2 separate regions of the Rattus norvegicus genome follow, and region 1 is linked to region 2. A link is a contact called in public Hi-C data. All regions are on one chromosome and are shown on one strand. Each heading gives the region's core, a stretch centred on a gene start, on an enhancer-like site or on the middle of the called end of the contact. The rest is flanking DNA. Distances are from core to core; before and after follow the strand shown. Region 1 overlaps Capzb (capping actin protein of muscle Z-line subunit beta). Region 2 overlaps Capzb (capping actin protein of muscle Z-line subunit beta).

What was found. A called contact is a pair of places that touch in the nucleus more often than the background predicts.
Region 1: a Hi-C map of liver shows a contact between it and region 2, with 3 times the contacts expected there. The contact joins two enhancer-like sites. A contact is called at or near these places in 5 of 12 Hi-C or Micro-C datasets (the A7r5 cell line, frontal cortex, liver and 1 more).

The regions. Positions count from the first base shown.
Region 1 is chr5:156,811,272-156,818,689 of GRCr8, forward strand. It overlaps Capzb (capping actin protein of muscle Z-line subunit beta), which reads left to right. Exons shown (of 9, transcript NM_001005903.1): 7 at 2,724-2,789; 8 at 3,318-3,394; 9 at 6,540-7,352. The coding sequence ends at 6,627. Among named protein-coding and RNA genes, the nearest start is that of Slc66a1, 20 kb to the right of the region's middle. Within about 2 kb of position 4,635, at least 31 of the 93 cell types and tissues checked have an H3K27ac peak or open chromatin away from gene starts, as enhancers often do. A contact at or near this core is called in liver, where this site is marked.
Region 2 is chr5:156,778,272-156,785,787 of GRCr8, forward strand. Capzb (capping actin protein of muscle Z-line subunit beta) reads left to right here. Exons shown (of 9, transcript NM_001005903.1): 3 at 5,936-6,057. Among named protein-coding and RNA genes, the nearest start is that of Slc66a1, 53 kb to the right of the region's middle. Within about 2 kb of position 1,715, at least 4 of the 93 cell types and tissues checked have an H3K27ac peak or open chromatin away from gene starts, as enhancers often do. A contact at or near this core is called in liver, where this site is marked.

The DNA.
Region 1 (7,418 bases), core at 3,385-5,884, 36 kb after region 2:
CACACCAATCTGATTCTTTCCGCAGCTCCCATGAGTCCTCCACATGTCCAACCCTTGGACACGCCTTCTTCCTCGGATGCTGTGTGGGCATCGTCTCTGGCTAGGTGGCAGGGTTAATTCTGGCCTGACAGCCCCATGTGGATGGCACAGATGGGCACTTGGGCGGCAGGGCCCGGGCATTGTGCGTCTTTAACAAGTAGTATGTGCTGCTAGGCATGCACTGGCACTGCATATGTGTTCATTAGCTTAGCGTGCAGTAAAGGCGAGAACCTGGATGTCAAGGTGGGCAAGGCCCTGTGCACCTGGGTATGAGCTAGAAGCAGCCACCTTGCTGCTGGCCGGCCCTCTTGTTAGCTGAACTCACTAGGAAAGACACTTGTGGAGTGGGAAACGCTGGCCACCCCTGTTTGAGGACTACAGTCACCAGATTCAAGCTCTTCTTGGATTTTCCCCGTCTCAGCCATAGAGAGGAGGAAAGGGTCTTGATGGGGACAAGCAAGCAGGGGCCTGACTCTAGACTCAGTTGGAGCCACCTTGTGGGACATCTGTGCCGCCACAGAACATAAAAATGTTTTCTTCCTGGCAGCTTCTTTTATGAGGGTGTAATAATATATGCGTTACAAAAACAGTTCTGTTCCTGGTGGCTCAGCGCTGCCAGCAAGCTGACCCCAGCCAGGTGTGGAGAGGAGGGACGCCGTGGGGGCGGGCAAGGGGGCTGTGGAAACTGCCTGCCTGGGCCAGGATCTTGAGCTTCGAGGCCCCCTGTGTTCTCCTGGGGAGTCCACCCCCCCTTACACACACACACACACTCTCTCTCTCTGTCTCACACACACACACACACACACACACACACACACACACACACACACACACACTCATTCTTTAAGGGTCTAGTGGTTCTGGCCTTTCTCTTCTGGAAGGTGGCTCTTAATTCTGAAGCACCATGTTGGGACAAGGGACTGAGTTGCTCACAGGACTCTTATCTGTCCAGTGGTGAGAGCCCTTCAACCCTCGAGCTGCGCTCACCACAGCTGCCACAGCTCACTAAAATGGCTCTTGAGAAACCCAAAGCCTTCCTTGTGGAGGCAAGGATCTCTCTGCGTAAAGCAGGGGACTGAGAGACCAGGCTGGAGAAGCACAGGTCACTGGGTCAGAACCCCCACCAGAGGAGCTCCAGGCAGTCTTGAGGCCTGACACAGCAACCATTCCCATACGGGATGTTGGGTTCTGAGACCTCCTTTCAGAAGTGGGTGGCAAGCCCTGTCCTTTCTCTGAGGCGTGCTCCCAGCTGTATTCAGTGCACACACCGACCAGTCATCTTAGCAGTCGACTTTCACTCAGCAACAATTATGCTCCACCAGCACCGTGCTGACCGCACCTGAAATGGGACCATGGCTGTCATTGCAGTTGTGAACACTCACTACTCTAGCTTTGTAAAGACATTTCACAGTCTAAGACTTCCTGGGACCCTGTTGCCAAAGCATGCCCAGCAAAGTTCAGGGTCTAGACTAGGGACCAAGACACTGATGACTCTTTCAGCCCTATCATCATCTCCTTTGGGCAGCTTTTAGTGAAATCCCTTACTAAGTTCAGTACCAGAACTCTGTTCTGCAGAGTCATGTGGCTCTGGAAGGCCCTTGGGTCCAGACTATTACTCCACACTGGGTTCTCAGCTTGCAGCATGGCACTAAATGGCCATCCCACTGCTCCTCAGCGATCCAGTGCTAACTATAGTATAAGTAGGTGCCTGTCTGAACAATTCTGTTAGAACCAGTTGGGCCCACTCTGTCACATGTAGTGACAGAATCCAGGCCACTCAGCCCTGCGGCATCCTGGGATTACCCCTACACATGGCCTGGCTTTACCAGCTCTTCTCCTGAGTTATGCCACACCTTGATCTCAGTGGTCCTTGTCCTGTCCAGGAATAAGGAACTGGAGACACTGACAATTTTAAATACTTAGTACTCTCCTGGTTCCCCGTGAATCTGAAGATGGCCGTTCTCCCTTTTCTCTGTCGTACCCTTGTCAGGGAGATAAGGCTCCACTGGGAAACCAGACCAGCAGCAGATACATATTTCCCTGCCAACTCCTCCGTTCATGCACTGAGCTGGCTGTTGGCCCCTGTGCTTTGTAACCCCAGAGTCTAACATTCCCTTGCACTGCTAGCTCCTGGCCTTGGAGTGGTGAGGGTGCTGGACAAGGCTGAGTCCCTCCTAGCCGGGCCTCAGCTGACAGGGTCCATGGCTGCCATTGCTGGGCTGGTCAGGATGTGGCAGTGTTGGGATACAGGAGGATTCCAGTGCCACCCCAGGCCTCACCCAAGTCTGGGTAGCAGTTTGTACCTGTGGCTGCCAGGAGTATATAAAGACAGGCAAGGCCAGAGTGACCTGGCCATGCAGCTCTTTGCCCTCCCTGTTGGGGCCCTAGGAGCTAAGTGGGAAGTCCATTCTCAGAGCAGCATCAAGAGACTCTGCCCTAGAAATGGTAGGGCTTCGGGATGCCTTCTGACGGGGCTGCTTACAACCCGAAACCTGAGTCATTGGTGCTAGAAAAGTGACCTTGTGACAACAGCTCCACAGAGCCACCAGCCACCAGAGGACTGTGACACACAGGGACAGCACCTGGGGACAGAGGACTGAGGTGCAGGAATATTGGTGAGGTGCTGGTGGCAGGCTGCTTTCTGGAGCTGCAACTTTCTCTGACTAAATGATGTGTCTTTGCAGATGGAGAAGGACGAAACTGTGAGTGACTGTTCCCCACACATAGCCAACATTGGGCGCCTGGTGGAGGTGAGTGGGGCGGCTCCAGGCCCACCCACCCCAGAGCCTCTGCTCGGCCTTGTTTCCCCTGATCGCTGTGTGTGAACAGTGATCTGAACCCAGGGTGCAAACAGATCGTTGGAACACTAGGGGCCTTGGAGCAGCTTCACTTGCGGCTGCTACAGTCTCGCCTGTCACCACGTCCCGTTTGGAAGTGGGGAGTGTTGTTTGGACTGGAGATACGTTCTCTGGTTTCACAGAACTGTTCACAGAGATGGTGGCCAGGCAGTGCTCTGGTGATGTGGTTTAGACCTGCTCCCAGCAGTGGTCAGAATTGGCCATCAGCCCCTAGGTGTTGGCTTCCTCCATGCCTAAGGAAAGACCCAAAACACAAATTGTAGGTGGGGTTCTGGCAGCCTGGCACTGGCTCTTAGCACAAGGGAGTGGCCCCACAGCTCCACCCTGTGGCCAAGGCAAGGACTGCAGGTTGGATGGTGACAGGTGGGTGTGGGCCTTGGCTTCTGGTTGCGGGCTCCACTGACTCACCTCCCTTCCCAGGACATGGAAAACAAAATCAGAAGCACGCTGAATGAGATCTACTTTGGAAAAACAAAGGACATCGTCAACGGGCTGAGGTAATGTGCCAAATCTAGGGCTTGATTCCTGGACTCCTTAGTGATCTGAGCCTGGGCTCTCAGCTCCTCAGCACAAGACATGGTCAGGGATGGCTTCGCAGTTTGAAAGGCTCAGAAGTTGGCTCAGCACTTTGTGTCCTCTACCAGTTCTGGTTGCTGGGCTCATTGACCACAGCAACCTTTGATGCCTTCTCTGTGGAGTTGGCCACTGACCCCCACACAGATCTCAAGACACTGCAGAGAGCTGAACATCCTGGCCTGGGGTCCGTGTGAGAGCTCTGGGCTCTACAGAAGCAGGGAGGACTCACTGAGGCCTCGGGCTTCGCTGTAGTGTGAGTGGGAGGCAGGACCCAGCTGGGGACCGGGGACGTGACTGAGGAGGGACCGAGATAGCACTGGCCTTGGAGTCATGTGGCCAGGATCCCATCTGAGCTCCTTCCTCTTTTCCCACTCCTTTCTCGGTGGCCTTGTCCCATCCGGGAGGCAGGGTGCCGACGGGGTAGGAGAGCTGATATGATGGGGAAGGGTTTTGCAGCCCAGCTCTGCTGTGGGTTTGTGGAGCCAATCTTCTGATGTCATTCCCTGGCCCAGGTTCCTTTGCAGTCAACAGAAAGACAGGGTGTCACTTGTGAGTTCACCCAGCAGGCTTCCTTAGGTAAGGCAGCCCCTCCTGGTCCCCAGTGGTCCTGAGTATCTGATCAGGCCTGACACTGAGGGCCAGGACCCCCGCCAGGCTGGCCTCCACAATTCCCCGTAATGAGGGAGGCATGAGGAACAGCTAAGCCTGTGTGGACACAGGTGTGAACCCCTAAAGACCAGGGTCACTGCCAGCATAGACCTCTGGTTTCGGTGTGCAGCCGCCTCAGTGCCGTGGTGGCCTTCTCTGCCTCTGCCTTTCCCACGGCTGCCAGGCTCTCGTTTGGCGCTGCTGTTGCTCTCTCGCTGCGGCTTCATCCTCTCTGAACACTCTCTAGATCTCTTGACGCTATCCCCGACAACCACAAGTTTAAGCAGTTGCAGAGGGAACTTTCTCAAGTGCTGACCCAGCGCCAGGTCTACATCCAGCCTGATAATTGAGCCGACCCAGGTATCCTGTCTGAAGGGTGTGAGGCCTCCCCACTAAACAGGACTCACCAACCCGCCGAGACCCCGCCACTAACCTGTGTCCGCTCACAGCCGGTGGGCAGCCACATTAACGCATAGCCTTAGCCCCACATAGTGTGAACATGTGTGTGTGGTGTGTGTGCTCTGCACTCTGGACTCTGGGCAAAGGCCAGGTTTAAGCTATCACTCCTGATGGAGCTCAACCTGTGACGCTGTCACAGCCTCTCCAGCAGAGGGCGCCAGGTGCACCCAACTCCACTGGCCTGAGGGGCAAGGGCTGTGTGCCCTGCTTCTGCTGACTCACCTCAGGTCTGACAGCATAGCCAGGTCCTCCCACCTCCTCTACCAAGGATCCTACAAGTCCCGAAGCTACACCTCAGGGCCCTTGGGCCCCTGACTTGGAAAGCATGGTCTCCCTCTAAGTCTCCGAGAGTGGTTGAGCACTTCTCCCCAAGCCAGGCCTGCAGGCCTCCAGACTGGCCACTGCCAGGCGCTCTGTGCCCACACCCGCTCCTGACGAGCTGCAGCTGTCCTCTGGCAACCATGCTGATGGGAAGGAAAACAATCTTGCTTGTTGACAATGGCCAACAACCATGACTTGGCTTGTGACAAACACAAATGCAGATGCAGCCAGCATCTCAGGAGGGGGCTTTAAAACAAGGCTTGAGGGACCCACAGGCCCCAGGGCTGGACACCAAAGGCCTAGCCCAGACAAGGGCCTGTGAGGACTCCCCTGCCACTGTGGTCTGGTCCATGTGCTGACTTCAGGTCTAAAGCAGCCTGCAGTTCTAGCCTGGATGGCATCTCCAGGCCTCCCTGTGGAGAAACCCCTTTTAAGGAACACTCCTCCTGCCATCCCTAGCAAACTAGAGATACCCTGTGGGGAGCCCAGCCACACGTGCCCCTCTCCCTGCCCAACCTCAGTTCTGCCTGAGCCCTCACACTGCTCCTCACTGGCAGGCTTGAGATCCTGAACACCCAAAGGAGGCAAGCGTATACTTGAGGGGCAGCAGCTCACACGCCATCAGTGGCTTCAGGCTCAGGTCCTGTCCTCACCGTCTTGAAGACTCCTCGAGCATTTTCACAAGTCGCCTCTCTGTCCTATTCTGTCTTCCCCGCCCCCATTTCAGCACTTGAGGACAAACTTTCCATAGTGCTCTCACCGTGTGAACTTGAGCCGCTTGTCGAGCATGTGCCTGCCTCTTCCACCGCTTATGAGCTCTCAACAGTTGCTGCACATAGTTTAGTGCGCTCTTAACTAACCGATGTGTTGTGAACAGAACCATCGGGGGCCCTTTCTCCAGCTCTGTTTCCTTGCCTGATCTGGAAATCAGCATTGATGATGAGGATCCACCCTGAGAGGGCTTCTGAGGACTGAGATGTGTGCCCAAAGCACTTTGCTCATTGTAACTGTCTTCAAGCCTTAGCTGCGTGGGCTTTGGTGCTTCCCTGCCAACTCACTATGCTACAACAGGGTCCAGAGTGCTCTCCCTCTCCAAGGACTGCCTTTGAGAATGCAGGCTTGCGGGGCTCTGATGGGCTGGGTTTGCAGCCAGCAGCACTGACCTGCAGCAGAGATCCCAGTGCCTCAGCCATGCAGAGGCTTCTTCCTAAGCATTTGGTAGGAAAGAGGGGTTGCTACACTTTCTTCTGGGTAAGGAGCCCAGCCTCTGCTGCAGACGGAGGGGGTGGGGTGGATGATTCATTCAAAGGTCCTCACTGTCTGAGCCTTCACCGCTCTGCCAGAAACATGGGCAGCAGCTGTGAGGTAGAAGGCCCAGGCTGCAAGGTTTCTGAAAGCTCCCAACAGCTTCAGGCCTGCACCACCATCCTTGGAACTAGGGATCTAAAGGCCAGGTCACCCACACCCTTGGGCAGAGATGACCTCTGTTCATGATGGCCAGCAAGGTACTAAGGTGCAGGCCCTGGGCCCCCTCCAACTCCCCAGGATAGACTGCAGCCTGGCACCCCACAGTGGCCAAAGGCCACCTCCCTCTTGTCATTGTTCTGCCTGTTGATGTTCTCTCTCCTCCCCTGGCAGGTCTGTGCAGACGTTTGCAGACAAATCAAAGCAGGAAGCCCTTAAGAATGACCTGGTGGAAGCCTTGAAGAGAAAGCAGCAGTGTTAAAGACCTGCTTCACGCTAACCGGACACGCCATGCACTCGTTAGGTTCCTTTCTTTAGAAAACTCGTTTTCTGCTCCTTTTCCCTCTTCCTTTCCCTCCCTGACGGTCACATAACAGTTTGCATCGACCACGCAGCGCCATCTCTCCCCCAAAATAAAGTCCAATAACCACCCTCTGGCTCCAAGGCCTGCTTCCCACGACGTTTCCATAGAGACCGTGTGGCTTTGTTCGCCTGTCCCCTTCCTTCCCTTGCCCGTTTGTAGGCACAGGCGCACTGTCTGACATCCTCCCTCCGTCTTTTTGTTACATTGGTGTAAAAAATGTAAAACAAAAAAATTTTATGAACTAACTGGTGTGTGAAAGAAGGGAAACTGGAGCTCTGATCCGTGTGTGTTTGGGGGTTGCTTGGAGCCGGGGGCCGGGGGACAGGGGACAGCTATGGAGGAAGGAGACATGTCCTCAGCACTGTCCTGCGCAGAGCAGGTGTGCCCTTGTCCCAAGGAGACCGCGGTGGGGGTGGGGGCGGGGCTGGCGACCGCTGCTCTCTGGCCAGGTGCTTTTCTGTCAAATTTTTATGGAATGCAAAAGGAGTTTTTTGTTTTATTTTGTTTTTTGTAAAGCTTAAACAGACAAAAAAAATCTACATCTTCTACTTGAGCCTCCATACTTAAAAAAAAAAAAGGAAAAAAAGAACAAAAAAAATAAATAAAAAGAAACTGGGACACAATCAGTGCTGGCCGTGCGTTCTTGCTCACCTGCCTCTCTCCAGACGTGCATGGCCTTCCCTGGGGAC
Region 2 (7,516 bases), core at 465-2,964:
GACTCACTTAGCATTTTGAAGTTGGGAAGGGATTTCTTATGTTTCACATGTACACATAATGGTATTAATAATGACCCTACAGGGCAGGGTATTCAAATGAGGTTTATAGTGTCTTTCAGTGAAGAACAGAGGTGGGGCCTGAAGAATAGAGGATCTGGGGCCACACCCTGTTATGTGTGCTGGGGTCCTGCTTGGTGGGTAGTGGGTGCAAATAAGCACTGCTACTCAGTCTCCTTCCCTGTCCTCCCAGCCTGACAGGGTTGGGACAGCTTGCCTTGGCCTTCTGTGACTTGCTGTGGTGACTTGCAGGGGCCATTCTCACACTTGCCTTGGTGGTTTCTTGCTGCAGAGCTGTGTGCAGACCCCCCTCCTGTTTTCCTTATCATTCCTGTCATTCTTTTTTTTTTTTTTAAGATTTATTCATTTATTATATATAAGTACACTGTAGTTATCTTCAGACACACCAGAAGAGGGCATCGGATCTCTTTACAGATGGTTGTAAGCCACCATGTGGTTGCTGGGAATTGAACTCAGGACCTCTGGAAGAGTAGTCGGGTGCTCTTAACCGCTGAGCCATCTCTCCAACCCCATTCCTGTCATTCTTTTTTTTTTTTTCCTTTTTTTTTTTTTTTTTTTTTTCAGAGCTGAGGACCGAACCCAGGGCCTTGTGCTTGCTAGGCAAGTGCTCTACCACTGAGCTAAATCCCCAACCCCTTTTCCTGTCATTCTTGTGTTGTCCCTTGACCCCTAGCCTCACCTAGTGTCCTCAGGTTTCTTTCCTGCCCTGGCAGTCCTAAGATGGGTGTCCTGTTGATATGCATCTTCCCATTTCTCGCCTGTTCCCTGGCTGGACCATGCTGTCAGAGAACTGCAGTATATGTTTGTCTGTGGTGGTGGCAACTTCGCCACCTCACCCTGTGCCTACAGCAGGCACTTGGTACTTAGTATATGGAAAGAGCTTCTCGAAGGGTGCTGTAACCCCCAGTTCCTGGTTAGGAGGCTGGCGATGGCAGAGCAGGGTTTGGACCTGTGTTTGATTTCTCATTGTGTACTTTGTTCCGATGCTGGCATGTGTACCTCTAAGAACACTCTTGTTGCTTTCATTGTTTTTTAAGAGCGTAACTTCGGGGCCTTGAGAAAAACAGAAGAATCAGGTTGTAAGCAGAGCCCCCTGCTGGCCATTGGGGTCTCTGGCACCCACCCCATTTGTCTGGAGTGGGACGAGCCAAGACTCTCCCCAGTCACGGGCTCGCCATCACTCATGTGCACCGAGTGGACAGGGTCTGCTTTCGATCCTTATCTTTCCAGTGGCGGGCGCTCAGCCAGCAGGCAGATCAAAAGATGGAATGTGTTCATTTGGCCATTATTTAAAAAAATCAAGGTCCAAAGGTTCACTTCTGAAAGGCAAGGGCGCCAGGGATTAGATTATCCTGGGAGTTGAGCCACTCCAGCTTTTGTGTGTGTGTGTGGTTTTTTTTTTTTTTTTTTTTTTTTTTTTTTTTAGGGTCCATCTCAAGTTTCTTTTTCTGGTTGAACAATTTTTTTTCAACATTAATAACTAATGGAGAAGAGGAAGAGGCAAAGTGGAACCATATGACAGTGCACACAGCCTTGCTTGTGGCCGGAAGCTTCTGATTTGTGTCGCTTTCATGAGATCAGCTGTTGGGTTAGATAGTAGGGAAGTCCGCCATTTGGGCAAGAGCAGCGCTGTGATTTATCTCTCAACCCAGCTGAACTGTGTCCCTGTGCCCTTCCTTAGGCACTGGCTACTGGCCTGTATGGCTTGGGGCAGCTTGTTTCTTAGGCCCTGTGTGCCTCTTTAAAGTAAGGGTCTGTAGGCCAGCAGGATGGCACAGTGGGTAAAAGCATTGCCACCAAGCTGAGGACCTGAGTTCGATTCCCAGGTTCCATGTAGTGGAAGGAGAGAACCAACGCTCACAAGTGACCTCTGACCTCTATATCTACGCTATGGCATGGGCACCTTCCTCAAAGAGTGAGTGAGTGAGTGAGTGAGTGAGTGAGTGAGTGAGTGTAGTTTTAAAGGAAAAAAACCAGTCCTGGTGATGAGTAGTAGACTGGATCCCATGGTGACAGACAGTCCTTGGTGATGGAGGTAATAGACTGGATCCCACGGTGACAGACAGTCCTTGGTGATGGAGTTAATAGACTGGATCCCACAGTGAAAGACAGTCGTCTTTTTAATGGTTTATCATCACTGTTGTCTGGTTTTTCTATGTTGCCTCTGTGGATCCTGAACTCAATCATTGAGTCATGTGATCCTTCTGTCTCAGCCCCTGGGTTAGTTTGACTACAGGTATGTGCCACTGTCCTGTCTCTTGTTAAAGCTTTCTTTGCTGTGCTTGGACTGAACCCAAACCCAGGTGAGAATAGTAGTTCCTGCCGCTTGGCTAGTGGCTTCCCTCTGAGCTCTCTGTCCAGAGTGAAGGCAGGGCCTGTCCCAGCAGTGGTATAGCGTTACTATTCCAAGTCACTGGAAATTAACTTGAAGCCTCAGCAGCCTGATTTAGCCAGCACCGTTGGTGTTAGATGGACGTTCTATACAGAAGCTAATGATGGCGGGTAGGTCCTGTGGCAGTGCGGAGAGCAGCCAAATGCACAAAGTAGACTTGGGTGGCTGGACCTGGTCATTCCGCTCATTTATTGCTGCAAACTCAGGATTCTGACACCCTGAAGAGTGACACAGCCAGGGGCAGGAGTGATTGATTGGCTCTCAGACCTGAGCAGCCTCTTTTCTCTGGTATGCGCTCAGGCAAAGACCCTATGCCTACTCCCCTGGGACCCAAGCTTAGATTGAGAGCCCTCTGCAGCCGACAGGACATGGTGCTTGCCTAGGGGGTCCCCTCATGACTCCCTGGGCACAGCGTTGACCCGGGAGATGGACACAGGCAGGGAAGAATAGGCCCTGCTGGTGGTGTTAGGATAGCCAGCTCAGGAGCAGTCACAGTCCTTGTGCCATCCGTCCATGGGACTCCTGGGGAGAAATGGGAGTCTGGGGTGGGGCTGAAGGAGACATCGGAAACGTGGTGGAGTTTTAGATTGAACAAATAAAGAGCTGTCCTGTGTAATTAATATTCGAGGCATGGTCAGACTGGAATGGTCTTCCTTGTGAATCTGAAATTCACATTTAACTCAGCAGCCTACAGTTTCTGTACCACCAACTCTCAGTGGGGAGGGTTTTTATACAAACTAGCATGTTGAAGAGACAGCTAGTAGGCCAGTGTTGGGAAGGTGGAGGGTGGGCAGGATGGGGGGCAGGACTGACACATGGTGTGTATACACACACACACACACACAAACAGCAGGACTGATACATGGTACACACACACACACAGAGCAGGACTGACACATGGTACACAGACACACACACACACATGCACACACACACACATGCACACACGCACACACGCACTCACGCACAAGCGTCTGGGGCAGCTGCCATACTGTATAGTCTGTACTTGTTTCCAGTGACAAGCATAGTGTCCTTACTCCAGACCAGATTGTCTTTGATCAGAAGAGGAACTGATGCAAACAGAACTTAAAAGTATGGCCCACATTCAGAACGTGTCTTTCAGGGACCTGAGCAGTCAGAGCCAGCCAGCCGTGACCCATCCTAGGTACTTGTGTGCTCTCAGGCACATCCTGTGTCCTGCAAGATCTCTGTAGCTTTCCACGGTGTGCTGCCACGGTGGGGCTCAGTTGAGTGTGTGTTCTTCTGTGGTTGCTAGGGACTTGTGGGCTTGCACAGTCCAGGGTCAGCCCTTCAGGGTGCCTCGTCTCCGTGGTTTGCCTGGTTCTGTCTTCCTGTCGTTGCCGTGGAAGGCTGGGCTTGGGCTTCAGTGTGGTGTGAGGTTATTTGTTCCTTTTGCTGCTTACTTGAGACTCTGAGAATTGAACTGAGGACCTCATGCACAGCAGGCAAGCACTCTACCACTAAATCATCTTCCCAGATGTCTAGTTCCTCTTAACTCAAGGTCTTAAGTATTCGAGTATGCTTGAAACTCACTCTACAACCCAGCCAGTCTTTGGTCTTAGGATCCTCCTGCCTCAGCCTTCCAAGTATTTAGGCTTACAGAACTGTGCCACCAGGCCTGGTCACAGTGATGTGGAACTCATGGACTCAAATCTTTGTCTTCTCTCAGCCTCCTAAGCTTCTAGGATTACCAGTGTACATAACCGTGCCAGCTAGAAATGGAGCCTCTCCTGGCAGCTCCCATTGTCTTGCCAGCTTGGCTGGCGAAGGAGCTCTGTCTTCCCAAGCATCCCTCAGCATCTGCCATCAGAAGCAGCAAGGTGCACTGAGGTACAGAGGGCTGGAACTGCTACCCAGTATTAGCAGACAGCCAATAGAGTCCACACAAAGAGGACTTGACAACTGCATGAAGACCCCAGTAGCAGCCCAGTGGCTCGAATGGATCCTTGGTGGCAGGCTACAGCACGAAGGGTAGCACACAGCTGCCAGAGTCATTTCACTGGGCCAAAAAAATACAGCAAGTGCCTCAGACCCAGCTAGGGTGTCCCAGGTGGAGGACCTAGCTATAACTGAGCTGCAGTGGGGGCTGGGAGGAGCTTGGTACCATTGCTGCTCACTGTCCTTAGGGACCAGAGTGACAGGCTGAAGGAGCTTGGGAGTCACCTAGCCCAGGATTGGATTTCTGTATTCCCTGCTGACTGTTGATGTGAGTCTTGGGCAGCTTTAATGACTCGGTCTCAGCTCTGTAATCTAGAAGTCCTTGGTTACCCACTTCATGCCCTAGTCTGAGCGTTTAGGCCAAGAGCATACTTTGTGATACCTGGCTTCACGTCCCACAGGCATTTAGAGGTAACAGAGAGGGGTGTCGCCAAAGCTAACTTTGGAAATGACCTTGCCTGTTGGTTGGGTGAGTGCACAGGTGCATGTGGACCAGGTTCTGAAGACAAGCACACCATGCTTGGGCTGGAGGTGTATGCTTCTCCTTGGGGACCGATGTATGTGTAAGAGTTGGACCATCCCATGGAGCAAGAGGTGCTTCAGTGCCAGGTAGCACTTTGTACACTGGACTGTGATGTGGATGGTAGCATGCAGCGTCAGAGCCTGGTTGTCCTAGTAGTGCTGGCCTTTGGGAGGGACACGTGATCTGAGCTGCATGGCCCCCTCTGTTAGCAGCCCCTCTTCTGGTAAATGATGAGGCTCTGAGATGAGAAAGTCAGGACGCGGAGACAGTGTAGAAATGACTCGAACAGAAAAGCATCCACTCTGCCAGGATCCCCTCCTGGAGACCAATGTTTGTGTTGGGAGGAGGCAGCCCTGGTCTGCTCCCCCAAAGGCTGTGGTAGGAATTGATTGACAGCACCTTATGACTTGTTCCAGCCCACCAAGCTGGGCCACCAAGCTGTTTGCCCTCCGCTCTACAGGTGAGTGGACTGTGCTCTGTGTGGAAAGCGTGTGGACATCCACCTCTGTAACAGACACAGCCGGCTAGGAACGGCCTGGTAATGCTTGGCCTGAGGCCTGGAAAGAGCTGGAAACTCCACCCGGCCGGCATGGGAGCCTGTGGGAGTTCTCCAGAGCCCCGTTATTCTTTGAGTTCTTCACATTCCTGTGTATTTGAAGTGTTTGCCTTCTTCTCAGAGCCTGAGCTGGTATTTTGTCCACCAGAGACCAATACCCAGCACACACATCCTCATACTCACAGACCACCCTGGTGGTCAGGTAATTAAAGCCACACCCGGCTTTGGAAAGACTGCGTTGGAAGTCACGCTCCACAACATCTCATGGCCAGGTTTCTTTATAGAGAAACATGGTTGGTGTTGGGCATATGTGGAGAGTAACAGACAGATTCCGAATTTTGGCAGGGCACTACAAGCCAGATGTTAACCTGGTCCTGAATTGGGGGTTATTTTAATGACATTTCTCCATGTCCTCTCTTTCTGCCAGGTCCCCAGTCTGTGTGAAGATCTCCTGTCTTCTGTTGACCAGCCCCTGAAAATTGCCAGAGACAAGGTGGTGGGCAAGGACTACCTTTTGTGTGACTACAACAGAGACGGGGACTCCTATAGGTGAGCTCCCACATTGTAGCGCTCACCTCACAGCATGGGTAGCCCATCCACACATCTGTTTGTCCTTCTTTCTCCTCCTCTCAGCTGTCCATCTGACCCACTAACGGGCATGTGTGGGTACCTTCCTTGAGCATCAGAGAGAAGAAGGTCTTGGTGCCGTACAGTCTAATGGAAGAGCCGTGTGGTTTCAGGGTCAGCTGCCCCGATAGGGTGGTGCGTCCTTCCTTCCTTCCCTTCTCTTTTCCTTTGCCATCACCATGTGGCCAGTTGACATTGGTCCCTACCCAGGAAAACACGTCTAGTAGCTGATGAGTAGCTGTGCTGTGATGCAGACAGTCAGTTCAAAGCTGGCTGGGGGCCTTAGAGGAGCCTAGAAGAATCTGTGGTCCAACTCCAGAATGACATGGTGTAGGACATGGTCCTGGGTTAGATGTTTTTAATAGACTAACTATCTATTTTGAGATGGTCCCACTATATATCCATCCCTTGCTGGCCTGGAACTCCCTTTGTAGACCAGACTGGCCTCAAATGCATAGAAGTCCTCATGCCTCTGTCTCCCGGGTTCTGGGATTAAAGACCTGTGCCAACACACTTGGGATCATTTGTTTCAAGTTTCCCAGTGTGAGAATCCCAGAACACCGCAGGACTTCCTGGGGATGAGCACACTGGGTTTGGGCTTATTAGAGACCACACTACCAGGGTTCTTTTTGGAGAAACAGGGAAGGGGACCAGGAAGAGCAGTATGGACTCTCAACCAGCACTGTTCCTACTGGGAGCAATGAGACTTTGGCAGTGCCTTGTCATCTCTGTCATTTCTACAGAATAGAAACTGTAGTGGTCATTCAGCCAGCACAGCATACAGAAGCATCGTGAGTGTTACCTGTGTTGCAGGTACTGCTCACAGCTCTTTTCTGGAGTCTGTTTTGTGAGGAATGCAAACGGCTACTAATGTTAGGCACGAGCATCAGTCATACAGATTGCAAACATATTGCTACAGAGAACAGAGCAAGAGAGAGAGGCAGGGTGGATAGCCAGTGGGGGCTTGGTCACAACTGTGCTCTAGAATGAGTTGTGGAGTCTGCACAAGTTAGGAACTTCCTGGGTCCCCAGCCCTCGGTGGAGGTAAGCTCACTGGTGTCCAGAAGGCTATGACAGCAAAAGAAAGGTCAGAGGCACAGCAGGGCCTGTAGAATAGGGGCCTTGAAGGCCAGGCTGATGCTCTCACACACTGCAAGTATGGGGTATCCTTTGTTTGAAACTAAGAGAAGGAAAACTGGCGGTGGTGGTGGCCCCTTCTACTTCCAGTGGAGGTTAGTTAGGGAATGGCAGGGCCTGAGCCTGGGACTGAGGACAGATGGGTGGAGCTTGGAAGCAGAATGACAGCTGGGAGGTATGGTCGCTGTCTGCAGAAGGACAAGTCCTGACTCTGAATGTGGAATGGCCACTGGGCAGGTGTGGC